Regions from separate parts of the Rattus norvegicus genome. Here region 2 is linked to region 1. Evidence: chromatin contacts called from public Hi-C data. All regions are on one chromosome and are shown on one strand. The core of a region is the stretch at or near the end of the contact, and the rest is flanking DNA. Distances in the headings are between cores, read along the strand shown. Region 1 overlaps Dlc1 (DLC1 Rho GTPase activating protein). Region 2 overlaps Dlc1 (DLC1 Rho GTPase activating protein).

Region 1 (5,704 bases), core at 1,733-4,232:
GAACAAGCCAAGACAGTGTAGGATTCCTCCCTCCCTATTCGAAACCACATGACAACTTTCCCACAGTCTAATGTTACAGTACGTATGTCTGGCGTTTCTATAGTTGTGCACTTCTGTACTCATAGGATATCTTTTCTTATATCTCAAAGCCTTTCCTTTCTCTAGTATGATTTGTCTCAGTTCAATCTAATTTTGTACATTTTATATTTGTCTTTCCTTCGCTGTCAGTTAAGCCTACTAAGGTAATTCTAGGTCTTTATTTCATATATTCTCTCCTTATTTCTATGGATTTTTGTAAACATGCCATTGGTTACTTTTTCTATAAAAAGAGAGATTTTTAAAAAAATTTTTTATGTATAAAGCTGTTTTGTCTGCATGTGTGCCTGTGCACTGTATGTACGCAGAACCTGGGGAAGGCAGAAGAGGGCGTCAGACCCTATGGCACTGGAGCTACGGACAGTTGTTAGCCTCTGTGTTACTTGAGAATCGAACACTGATACTCTGGAAGAGAGCAGTCCTACCTCAACCATTGAGCCATCTCTCTAGCCCCAACCTCTGGAGATTTTAATAAACTATTCTGTCTAATTTGATTCATATACTTAGGACAAGATCACGAGCAAAATTAGAGATTTCTTTCCAGGTCCATATGCACATTTGTCCAGTGGTTAGTGCTCATAAAGCTCTGTTAAGCAGTCAAATATAATTCTATCCAACATCCTAGGCTCTTGACTGGTTGAAAAGGACATCACTAGAAGATATGTCATTCCCCTGATATGTTAGTAGTTAACAACTCCATGAGAGGGAATGTGAGTTCCCTTTAAATTGGGAAAGCTATGTAAGAAAGGAAAGAACGAGGGGAGAAGAAGGGAGGGGGAAGGGAGGGAGGGAGGAAGGGAGGGAGGATAACACTGGGGAGAACACAGAGGAAACGCTATGTAAGAAGACAAGGAAGAAGCAGCAGTCATGAGCCCTCACCAGAAACCAACTAGAACTTGGACTTATAAGAAAATTAATAGTGCCGGGGGTGGGGCAAAGAAAAAAGAAAAAAAGAAAAGAAAATGTTGCTCTTTTGGTTGCTTGTTCTAATTAGTGTGGGAAATCACATGCAATGAGCTTTCATAGAACTCTATTCTCTATAAAGTCCTATCGGTTAATCTGTTCTTACGTTCTTATTAACATACCCGTGCATGTATGTAAAAATAGAAGGATGTCATGGGTGATGTGGATTAATAGATTTACTCTAGATAAGAAAAATTAGCCTAGCTGTCTAGTCTTGTGTCTGTGGGAGTTCTTCAGTGTAACTAGTCCAGAAGTCTAGGAGACTATGCGAGCTGGAGAAATGCTGTACTGACCAGCTGGCTTCATCCAGGAGCCATCTGTGAACTACAACAAACTCTCTGGGACTGTTGAAGAAGCTAGGGAGCCAGTAAGAATAACCTTGCTCTGCAAGGGAGCAGCAGTGTGTTGGAACAAAAGTGATTAAGTATACTAAAGCCATAAAGAGGCAGTAGGCATTTGATGGGACTTTACAGGGAAACCTTTCTTTAAGAGACACTCAGCAGTCTTCTTCCACCATTCAAGGCAATTAGGGCACCACAATAACAGTGACATATTCCATATTCTAAAGAGTCTCATCATCCACCACTCAAACAGAATGAAGAGACTACAATGGGAAATGGGTAGAGTGTCTCAAGGCAAAGTGAGAGACTCCGCCCAGTCTGGCCGGCCGCCATGACACTCTATTTCAGGAAGATTAGAAAGACAAGAAATGGCCAAATAGGTGAAGGAAGAACTGGCCTCAGTGGGTTCCTGGAGTTTGAAACTGTGTGCCTGAAAAGGAGAAAGAGTGCTAATGGGGAATGGTCTGGACTGACAGATAGCTACTTTGGAGCATGTTTTGGCTCTCTATTAATAGCTGTTGTTTTTATTTGGGTTGTATTTAATCAGCACGGGACATATTTACACATGTGTGTAATCTGAAGAGAAGCTACAGAGGATGGCAAATAAGGGCAAGAAGAGCAAAAGAATGAGGTTGCGCCTCTGGAAAGGGGGTAAGAAAAACCCCTAAGACACTAGTTCTAGATGGACTGAAAAACAGAAGTGACAGGGACTCTTGCCTAGGTTCATATCCCCTCTGCCACAGATTTGCAGACGTCAGCGGGGACCGTAGTGGTAGGAGAGAACATGGTAAGGGATGTCTGCAAAACCAGGAGTGTTAGTCACCTCTGCGTGGATATATCAAATACTTGGAGTAAATCAAACAAGAAGAAAATTTAATTTTGGTTTGTGGTTTGGGAGGGTGCCAGGCATGATGGCTTTCTGATTGGGGGCCTCTGATGGGACTGCATAGCAGGATAGAAACATGTAATAAAGAAGGATAGAAAGCAAAAGAAGTGTAGTCCCAATATCCTTATATTCCCAATGACCTAACTTCCTCCCACTAAGCCCCGCCTCTTTAAATAGGTTCTACCACATCAAGGTTCTACTACTACGTATCAGTTCTACCAAAGTCTGGCCATCAATCCTTTTAGAATTTGGCCTTTTGGGGGATATTTGGGGGCCTAAGATATAGCACAGCAGATTCCGTCAACACTCTCAGTACAGTGGTGACAACAGAGCTTGTTAAAAATGAGTCTAGCTGAGCAGTGGTGCCACATGCCTTTCATCTCAGCCCTCAGGAGGCAGTAGTAGGTAGATCTCTGAGTTCTTCGGGGTGAGTTCCATGACAGCCAAAGCTATACAGAGAAAGCCTGTGTCAAAAAATAAACAAACACGAAAAGTGTTTACAGGATCCCCACCTTGGGGAGGGCTGCTGCGGGGAAGGGAAAATTCATGAACCTGGAGTTGGAGTCCTTAATAAGAATAAACTAGAGGCTAGAGTGATGGACGGAGTGTCACTGGCCTCCATTTTCAGAGTCCCACTTAAGAAATTGCAGCTCCGGGAGCTGGCAAGATGACTCAATGGCTAAGAACACACACTGCTCTTGCGGAAGACTTGAGTTTGATCCCAAGCAGCAATGTGGGACAACTCACAACTGTGTATGACTCCAATTCTATGGAATCTGACATCCTCTTTTGGTTTTCACAGGCTCTGTATTTTCACAGGCTCTGTATTCATATGCATAACCACACATATAGATACACACATATAGTTGTATTAAAGACAAAGACAAAACGATCTTTAATAAGTAGTCACTCAGAGTAAGAGAATTAATTCTCCTACGGTGGAATGGGCTATAAGAGCAAGATAAGACTATAAGAGAAGAGAGGCTGAGGGCAAATACATGTGTCTCTTAGGACCAACAGATGTAGAAACTGATGCAAATATCAGGGAATACCACGATGTGGGAAATAAGACCAGGAAAGAACAAAGCAGGGAAACAGGAAGGAAGCAAGATTGGACCACACCGTGTAGGACACAGTTCACCTGCCTAATGAAATGCCCTGTACGAATGCACACTCGTGACCAAGAGTAAACCTGTCCCTGTTTTCTAGGAGCCTCAATTCCAAATGACTTGTACTTTGCTTTGTGCCCAGTAGTTGTAGAGAGTAGATGTACCGTCTCCAGCTACTGCAGAACTCTAGCTAAGTACTTACAAGTTATATACTAGCTTCCTACCTGTAAACCACATCCCACTCTAGTAAATGCAGATGACCAAGTGCTTCTGGGCTTTGAGCAGCTCCAGGTAGTTCCACAGTGCTAGTAACGACATTGGCAAAGCATGACAATAGTTTTAGAAATTATCCACATGTCACTGCAAGCTGTAAGATAATGTATGGTCTCGGAGATAAACAAGGTCTTTTCTTTGTACTTGCATGATCCAAATTTCTAATGTTACTTTCAAAACCAAGCAGTTGTGTCCTCCTCAGATAGTTAGGCACAGAGCCTGTGAGAAACACCAACATGTGAAAGTTGAGAGCAAGGCTCTTTTAGGATGAGAATCTCTACTCTAATTTGTCACAGAGTGGGTAACAATGGGCAAGTTATTTCACCTCCGTGTGTTCTGCTGTCCTCATCTATGATATGGGGCCTACATGAATAAATTGTGAGGGTTAAATGAGTCACTAGAATCGAAGCACTGACATCATGGAACTTCTAAATGCATGTTAATTACTATAATTACATATTGTATGCCTCTCCTTGAAAGGTATCGTATCCCCTATAGTTGAAATCATATGGCAAACTATTGGCTGGACTAGCTTTGCGAATTGTAATTCTGTCCTGGTAACAACAACAGTGCCAAATTGCACAAGCAGATAGCAATGTTTGGCAGTTTATCTGAATCATTCACTGTTAATGGAACAACTGGAGCTGACTTTCATCTGGCATCCCACCAAGTAATGAATTCTTGTCATCGTTTCAGCAGTATATTTGCCTCTTATCTCTGATGTTTTCAATGGTCATACTTTAGAAACGTCCACAAGCAACAATTTTTTTTTGTAGAGCAGCAGGTGAATCTCTGCAATGCTGTCGAGTGCCCAGCATATCTGCACGGTATGCTTGTTAACAGGGGAGTCTGTTTCAGCAGGTATTAAAGAGAGACGCTCAGTCTGAGTTTCATTCATCACTGTTTTGCAATCCAGGGTCACTTCTAGGTGGGGCTATGTACTGTCAACACAACAGGAATGAACAGTATTTATGATCGACATGATGGGATGCATTGGCCTTAGGACACTACCTTATTCACTCCACAAATATTATAAATATGTTCAAGGCACCGTGCTCCATCCTGAGGGACGCAGCCCTACTCTCTAGACTATCTCCCAATATTTAAATAGGGACTCAGATATATGTGATAAAGAACTGGTGTGTAAGTGGGTGTTGGGTGATGGAATGTTGTCACACAAAGTGAGAAGGGAGGGGGCCACCTGACCTGTTATACCTTAGTGCTTTGTGGGTGTCTTTATGTTGAATGTGGTTGGAAACCAGACTGGGCCTGCTCTTTGAGAGCTCTTTGCTCAACAAGATTTCTGGATATGAAACTCAGCAGAATAAGTGTGGGCAGGAAGAAATCCAGGAGATGGTTCCGTTCACACAGGTGCTGAGAAACAGATATGACCAAGACACAACAGGAGTACCGAGGAAATGTGTTGTTCTTAATCATAATGTGCATGGAAGATAGTGTGGAAAAGACAATGGAGGTTTCAAGTAGTAGAAACAAAAGCCCTGGCTGGGTTGGAATGCTTGGTAGGGTGAAGGGTGAACAATGGCAGATGAATCTGCAGAGGGAAGACCATGAGAAGTCTTGAGTGTCAGGCTAACAGGAAGGAACCTTAGTTGAAGGTTGTGGAGAGACACTCATTACCTAATGATGCTAGTCTGGATCTGTGTGATGCCATCCTGAGAAGATATGAACAAACATCCACTCCTCCCAGATCAGGAACTGCCTATAGAGTCCTAGTTAGAGGCTCTAATGAATCTGGTCAGTTTCAGGGATATCCTGAAGCTACGGAGTGTTTACTTCCGGGAATTTAGAACATCCCTGCAGGATGGAGTCTTTCACCATTCTTCAGTACATCTTATTTCTTAAGGAGCTTTCTTTGGAGACTGAAGGTTTTAACTAAGAGCCACACAACAGATGCTTATGAGACTGGTGTTTCCCCAGACAGATTTCAGAAGGGGAACAAGTCAGAGAACAGATGGAGAGTGGGCAGAACCTGAAGCTGTCCACATGCACAGGACCAGGGAGGAAGGTGTATAAGG
Region 2 (6,504 bases), core at 360-2,859, 45 kb after region 1:
CATAATATAGTAAATAACTTAAAGAACACACGCTTCATCCTAACTCCCTTATCCAACTAACCACGTTGTGAGTTGATATTTCCTTTTCCAGTCCACATCTGTGTGCTGTGCATGCGTGTACATGAGTGTATATGAGTGAAGAATAGGCTAGTTCTATTCTGTAATGTCCATCTAAGTAGTATATGTTTTATAAAGCTGAATTCTCATATTACTCCAAAACTATTCTCCATTCTTATGCTATTTCCTTTCTATTCTTCTTGATGTACAGTACATTTATTTGTTAAGTGATTATAATAATCAATGAAAAATAAAATGTCCATGAGGCTCCTTACTCACGCCCCTGCCATGAAGCTGTCACCTTCAGAGGTGTGCCTGTCAGTTGGGACTGTGGCGTCCACCGAAGGAGTAGAGTTAGAGAACAAATCTTCCAGGTAATCTATGGGAGGCACACCTGTAACCCTAGCACTTGGAAGCCTGAGGCAGAAGCAACTCAAAATCAAGGCCAACCTGAAGCACATCGTGAAGTCTGCTCAAGAGAACACAAAGAAAGTGAGAGGAAGGGAGGGAGGGAAAGGAGCGAAGGAAGAAAGAAGGACAAAGAAGGGAGGGACAAATCTTTTATTTCATTCTGAAACTTGTTTCCAATTGGCTTTAACCTATAGGTCATATACTACTGTTTAAGGTTACACTTAAAGAGCCAAATTCCTGCACAGAAGAATTTCATCCACACAAAGAAACTATGATGATGATGACGACGATGACGATGACGACGACGACGACGACAATGATGATAAATGTTCTTGAAATACTTTTCTATGAATTAGGCATCCTCAGCTCCACCCACTGAGCTTCACGTCCTATAGATGTAGGCGGCAAAGAGTGGCACTCACAGTCCCTTTAGCTTGAGCAGTCACCACTGACAGGAGCTGTTCGCTTGTCTGTACGAAGGCCTGATACAGACTCATGCATCAGCGGCTGCCTGTGAGAACACGTTCAATTGAGAAACACGGCAGCTTTTGATCTCACCACAAAATGATTGTCATCTGCAGTTGCTGACAAAGTGGATCCATCAGCCCCAACAGATGGCTCAGGGAACCTGTCCAGCACTGAAGCTACACAGAAAATGCAGTATATACATGGGACTAAAACACAAGGATTTGGGGCTTACCACTAACTCCCCCCCTCTTCGATAATGTGTCATGGTATGAACTTTGGCCCAGTTAATGTGCAACAGCCTTAGCAAATCAGAGACCCATATTCAGTCAGTGGGAATTGGGTTGATTCTCCTAGGTTTACAGTCTTAGCCACACTGAGAGAAGTTAAGTTCAGGCCACCAATACGACTTCTCATCAACCATGAAGGAGTTAAAAATTAGTTCAATGTTTTCTTTGAAATCACGAGAATGAAAGAAAGCTCTCTCCTCGTTGCCAGAGGCACGACTTCTGCCTGTGGCCATATTCCTGATCAGGTATGTTGACTGAAGCTCGAAACAGCATTTGCAGATACGTCTGGAATCCATCCAAACCCAAGGTACACTGCTCACCAGGGGCTGCTGCAACTTCGACTCCCAGACAGTCTGATGCCATCAGGAAAAGCATTTCTTACCCAAAAAAATGCGAAGTATGACTTTCCTATAATAGTCCGAGGAGCTCGGTAACGACGTGTACAGAGGGTGCGTGGTGATTCATAGCTACCCACTCGGCTCCCAAGGAAGTTTCCGAAGGTGATGTTAAATCATTCCGGGCCATTATTGGCCTCAGAACCTTGGAAGCTGTTCTGATTGCAAAAGCAGCCTGCTTTCCTGAGAAGAGTACTGGATCCCCCTCATCCAGGAGATCCTTGTTCTGTGGAAGATTGTGACATTTGAGAAATACCTTTGAATACAGGTATAGTTTCTCAGTAGGGAAATAAGGCTTCATCACTCGATGCAGACTTGTATGAACCAAGTGCATTCTTATTTGGTTTTTCTCTGTCATAAATCTCTAATGCAATACTATCTTTAGTGCATATTTAAGCCTCCATTTAAAATGCTGGTGAGGCTAGGACATAGTGACCCATGCCTTTAATCCCATCTCTCAGGAAGCAGACACACAGCCAGCCTGGCCTACTTAGTTCCAGGCCTGCCAGAAACTATATATACACACATATAATATATACATACATACATACATACATACATACATACATGTATATACATATATATGGCATATGTTATACATGTGTGTATACATATATGTGTATTATTTGTGTGTATATATCATGTATCATACATATCACATGTCATAATGATAAGTATAGTTTTATAAATCTTTGTATCAAGCACACATTTGGATTTTTAAGGGTGTTAGATATTCCCTAAAAAATGGCCAAACTAGATACTCATTTCCTTCAGTGACTCACTAGAAATGAATTGTTGGTTGAGATCCAGTGAGTACTGGCAGGCCTCCACCTCCCAGGGAGCACCATAGTAATTACAGCTTGCTGGCATCCTTTTCAATGGTTTCTGAAGGGGTACCAAGACTTGAGCACTCAGAGAGATTGAATCATCCTCTACCCTTGAGTGTACTCACTTCCTTTAGTTCTGGCCAAAGGGTTTTGGAAGATATTCTTGTGAACTTCCGTTGCTGGCGTAGGCCGTAGAAAAACAGAAGGCAATAACCAGGATTGGGTTGCCACAACAGAAGAAGAGATAAGTGAATTAGTGGGAGGCAGTGGGGGATTTCAGCCTTAACGCCAAAATAACTTTCACTCTGACACAGCTTTTACGTGTTCAATGCAGGTATTGTAATAGACTATCAATCAGTTAAGTGTAGTGAATTTCATTATCTTTTAACTTCAAAACTAACATCTAGAAGACTTCAAAAAAATTAAATGAGTCTCCATCCACCTATCTCAAAAAAAAAATATTGTTCAAGGAATTTTTCTAACACCTGAATTTAACCTAAGATACCATCCTAGTGGTCTTCCAAAGATTTAGCCAATAAGGAAGAAGCTGTAGGATCAAAATCCAAAGTAATACTCCAGGACAACCAGCATGCGTAGCCATGATGAAATGTGGCTGCCCATAGCAAAGTAAATGACAGCCAATCGGTTATTAGTATACTCTGAGCGTGGGAGGTTTCACCACAAGGAAGGCTAGGATAGGTTGGATTGCAACAGAAGACAAGCTTCTGGGCAAAGGCATGAAGCTTGAAAGAATCTAACGGTCACATCAATCACCCCTTTAAGGAGTTTATCTCCAAATCAGACTGTGTTCTGACTGTGCAGGCAGGGGTAGGACTTCAACATATGAATTTGGACCTTTCACCCATAATGAAGCTTAGCATGCACAGATCCTAAGATGAGCTGGACTCTTGAAGGGACCTGTACTGTGTCATACCAGGCAAGAGGGGAGGTCTGGTTGGAATCAAGAAGCATTTCTGTAAGATCATGCCTGGGAGTTGTCAACAGAGCTATCAGAAGGAAAGGAGTGAAAGCTCATGTCTGGAAGACCCTTATAACTTCTTTTCTTATTCTAAATCACTTTCATACTCAATGCTGTGTTCGTAATTGCATTGTCTTACTTGAGTGTTTTTGTATGTATGTATATGTGTACATACCATGCATATAAGCATACATGAAGTATATATGCAAGTATGTGTGGAGAGCCAGAGGTCAACCTCATTGGTCATTCCATAGATAGCATCATCATGCACATCATTTCGAGACTGGAATCCTGGAGCTAGGCAATTAAGCTAGGCTGCCTTGCTAGTGAGCTTCAGGATTCTACCCATCTCTGTCTTCCAGCAAGGGTCAAACGCAGGTCCTTATGCTTGCATAGCAAACACCTTACCAGCTGAGCCATCTCCTCGTTCCTGTGTAGCCTTAAAGAGGGCGATTTCCAAAATTGTGTGGCATCTAATTTCCCAAACCTAGTTCTATCCCGAGTCAACGAATAATACAGCTGACTTCCCTGAAGCACAACGGTCCTCCATTCTCTGCAGTTTTACTCTCTAAGGTTTCAGTTATTCGTAGCCAACTGCATTTTGAAAGTATTAAATGGAGCTATCCAGAAGCAAGCATTAATCACTTTCAACTGAATGCATTTCTCGATAGATAAAAATCTCTTAGTGAGGCTCTGTGTCCTTCCTGGGATCCATCTTGTATACACTACCTACTAACGAGTTACTTAGGAACCATCAGGATTATCAGAGTCACTGTCAAGGTATCACAGCGCTTATGTTTTAATGATTCTTAGCTTACTTACTAGTTGTCCCCTTAGTGTAAGAGTTGTGATTCTCATACTTTTATTATATTGACATAATTATTCTCTTTTACATTTAGCTATTGTTGTTAATCTCTTCCTGTGCCTAAATTATAAGGTAAACTTTATTGTAATTATGCATGTATGGAGAACAAAATGTATATGAACTATGTATGGTCTCATACTCTGTCTGTCTGTCTGTCTGTCTGTCTGTGATTCCAGTTCTTGGAGCCTATTCTTCAGTGAATAACAGGGAACAACTGTAAAGAATTTTAATAATTTAGAGTAGAGATAACTTGAACTCATGGACTTTTATTTTCTTTTTTAATTTTTTGAGACAAGGTCTTTCTATATAGCCCTGGCAGGCCTGTAGCTCACTATGTAGACCAGCCTGGCCTTGAACTCACATAGATTTCCCTGCTTCTGCCTCCAGAGTGCTAGGATTAAAAGCACAAATCATAGATGTTCAAAGGCTAAGAGGACAATAGGAGTTACTACTGCCAAACCCTTTATTTTATACACAAAGAAAGGGATGCTCTGAGGGCAAGACTTTGCCAAGAACGCACATAGCCCAGACACAAACGAGGATTAGACCCTAGACTTTGAGCTCCATTCTGTGGTTTTCTGAAAGCGTCTAGCTTTGCTGAGGTCAAGAACACAAAGGTGGATCCACCATTCTGACTCATCCTCCTGGCTTACAGCTGGAAACCTCTAGTGACCAAATTCTCGAGGCATCTTAAAATAGCTTCTGTGGTCTACACTGCCTGCCTCATGCTTTCCTCTCTCCTCCCAGCCTTTCCAGTCAGTAAGAGTCTACTTAGCAATATGTGATCCCCGATTCAGCTCTGTCTTCCTGCAAATCATGTGACGACAAAGAGGCTGTGGGAATTCCGTTTCCTCACTTCCTGCCAGTCATCGGTAACTTCCTTGCTTACCCGCAGCCTGCTTAAGGAGAACCAACCACGTCTATTTTTCCACTTTATCTCCTATTGCCTTGTTGATATCACCTCCTCCCAGCCTTCCCGGCTGCTGCCTGGAGCTGTCTTATCCGTTGTCTGACCCCTAAACCTCTGAAACCAGTAAGTGGGAGCAAATCACTGGGGAGAAGAGGACCAGTCTCCCATGGCTGTTTCTTCAGTTCCTCCCTGACTTGTCTGACCTTCAATTCTCAGTGACTTCAGAATTATCCTGACCGGGTCTACTTTTCAGTTCACCATCCTCTTACCCTCTCCTCTTCTTCACCAGTGATCTAGATCCTTCTCTGTCCCCATTTCTCATCCTACTTCCTCTCTAAATGTAATGAAATCTCACTTTGGCTCTTTGAGTATTCCAAGACGCATCGATTACTCCCTGTTTATGGCTGTTGCCTCTTTCAGAGGCATTTTTCTTTTAATGGCCGGTTCTATTGATGTGACTTATTGTGTTACTTAGCACTGTGAGTCCATTCTTGGTTCTAAATGATGACCACAAGATCCACCAAGGGCAGGATTCTTTCCTCTAACAAAGTCCAAAGCTCTACACAAAAGAGGCAAGAGAGAGAGAACCCTTCAGCAGCAATCGGGAGTAGGAGGTGTCACAGAAACAGGAGCCCTGCTTCTGCTTACACTAACGTGAAGCAAGTGTATATAGTCCGACTCATCAGGTAGCCATAGCCACACATAGCCATGGAGCACCTGAGATCTGTCCAACCTGGATGCCTTAACGTTACACACCCCAGACACCTGATGCTTCCTGTGATGCAAAGAATGCAAAACATGATGCAAATCTTTATGTTGCTTCCGTACTGAAATAGCATCTGAAATATATTGGTCTCAAACAGCCTAGTGTTGGAATCAGTCCTATCTGCTTCTTCTTATGTTTCAGAAAGGGGTACTAGAAAGTATAAAGTTAAGAAGGTAGTCTCACTATGTTCATATTGAGGGCACCGTGGCAACTCCTCCCAGCTTGTCTGTCCCAGGCCAAGTGCCATTTCCCACCCCATGCAAGCCTAGAGCTTTGTTTTGGTAACACAGAGAAGGAGTCCTGTCTTCTACCGATGCTAAGTACATTCCACACTCAGATATGAATGTGTCTTTACTTGCTATAGTTTCATTTACTGACTAGGGTCTGAACATTATCACAGAGCACTTGGAGGTAAGTAGCCATGTCTTTTCTTGGATTGAATCCCACCAGTGTTGGAATAGGAACATTTTCATTCTAGAGCAAATGGTTTATAGACAAACAAATAAAATAAATCTGTATTGACCTTTACTGGGAAGGAG

Evidence for each region. A called contact is a pair of places that touch in the nucleus more often than the background predicts.
Region 2: a contact with region 1 is called in a Hi-C map of the A7r5 cell line, with 3 times the contacts expected there. The contact joins two enhancer-like sites. A contact is called at or near these places in 5 of 12 Hi-C or Micro-C datasets (the A7r5 cell line, the Rat2 cell line, kidney and 1 more).

The regions. Positions count from the first base shown.
Region 1 is chr16:62,239,084-62,244,787 of GRCr8, forward strand. The region is part of intron 5 of Dlc1 (DLC1 Rho GTPase activating protein); the gene reads left to right. Among named protein-coding and RNA genes, the nearest start is that of Dlc1, 250 kb to the left of the region's middle. Within about 2 kb of position 2,983, at least 9 of the 93 cell types and tissues checked have an H3K27ac peak or open chromatin away from gene starts, as enhancers often do. A contact at or near this core is called in the A7r5 cell line, where this site is marked.
Region 2 is chr16:62,285,537-62,292,040 of GRCr8, forward strand. The region is part of intron 5 of Dlc1 (DLC1 Rho GTPase activating protein); the gene reads left to right. Among named protein-coding and RNA genes, the nearest start is that of Trmt9b, 210 kb to the right of the region's middle. Within about 2 kb of position 1,610, at least 28 of the 93 cell types and tissues checked have an H3K27ac peak or open chromatin away from gene starts, as enhancers often do. A contact at or near this core is called in the A7r5 cell line, where this site is marked.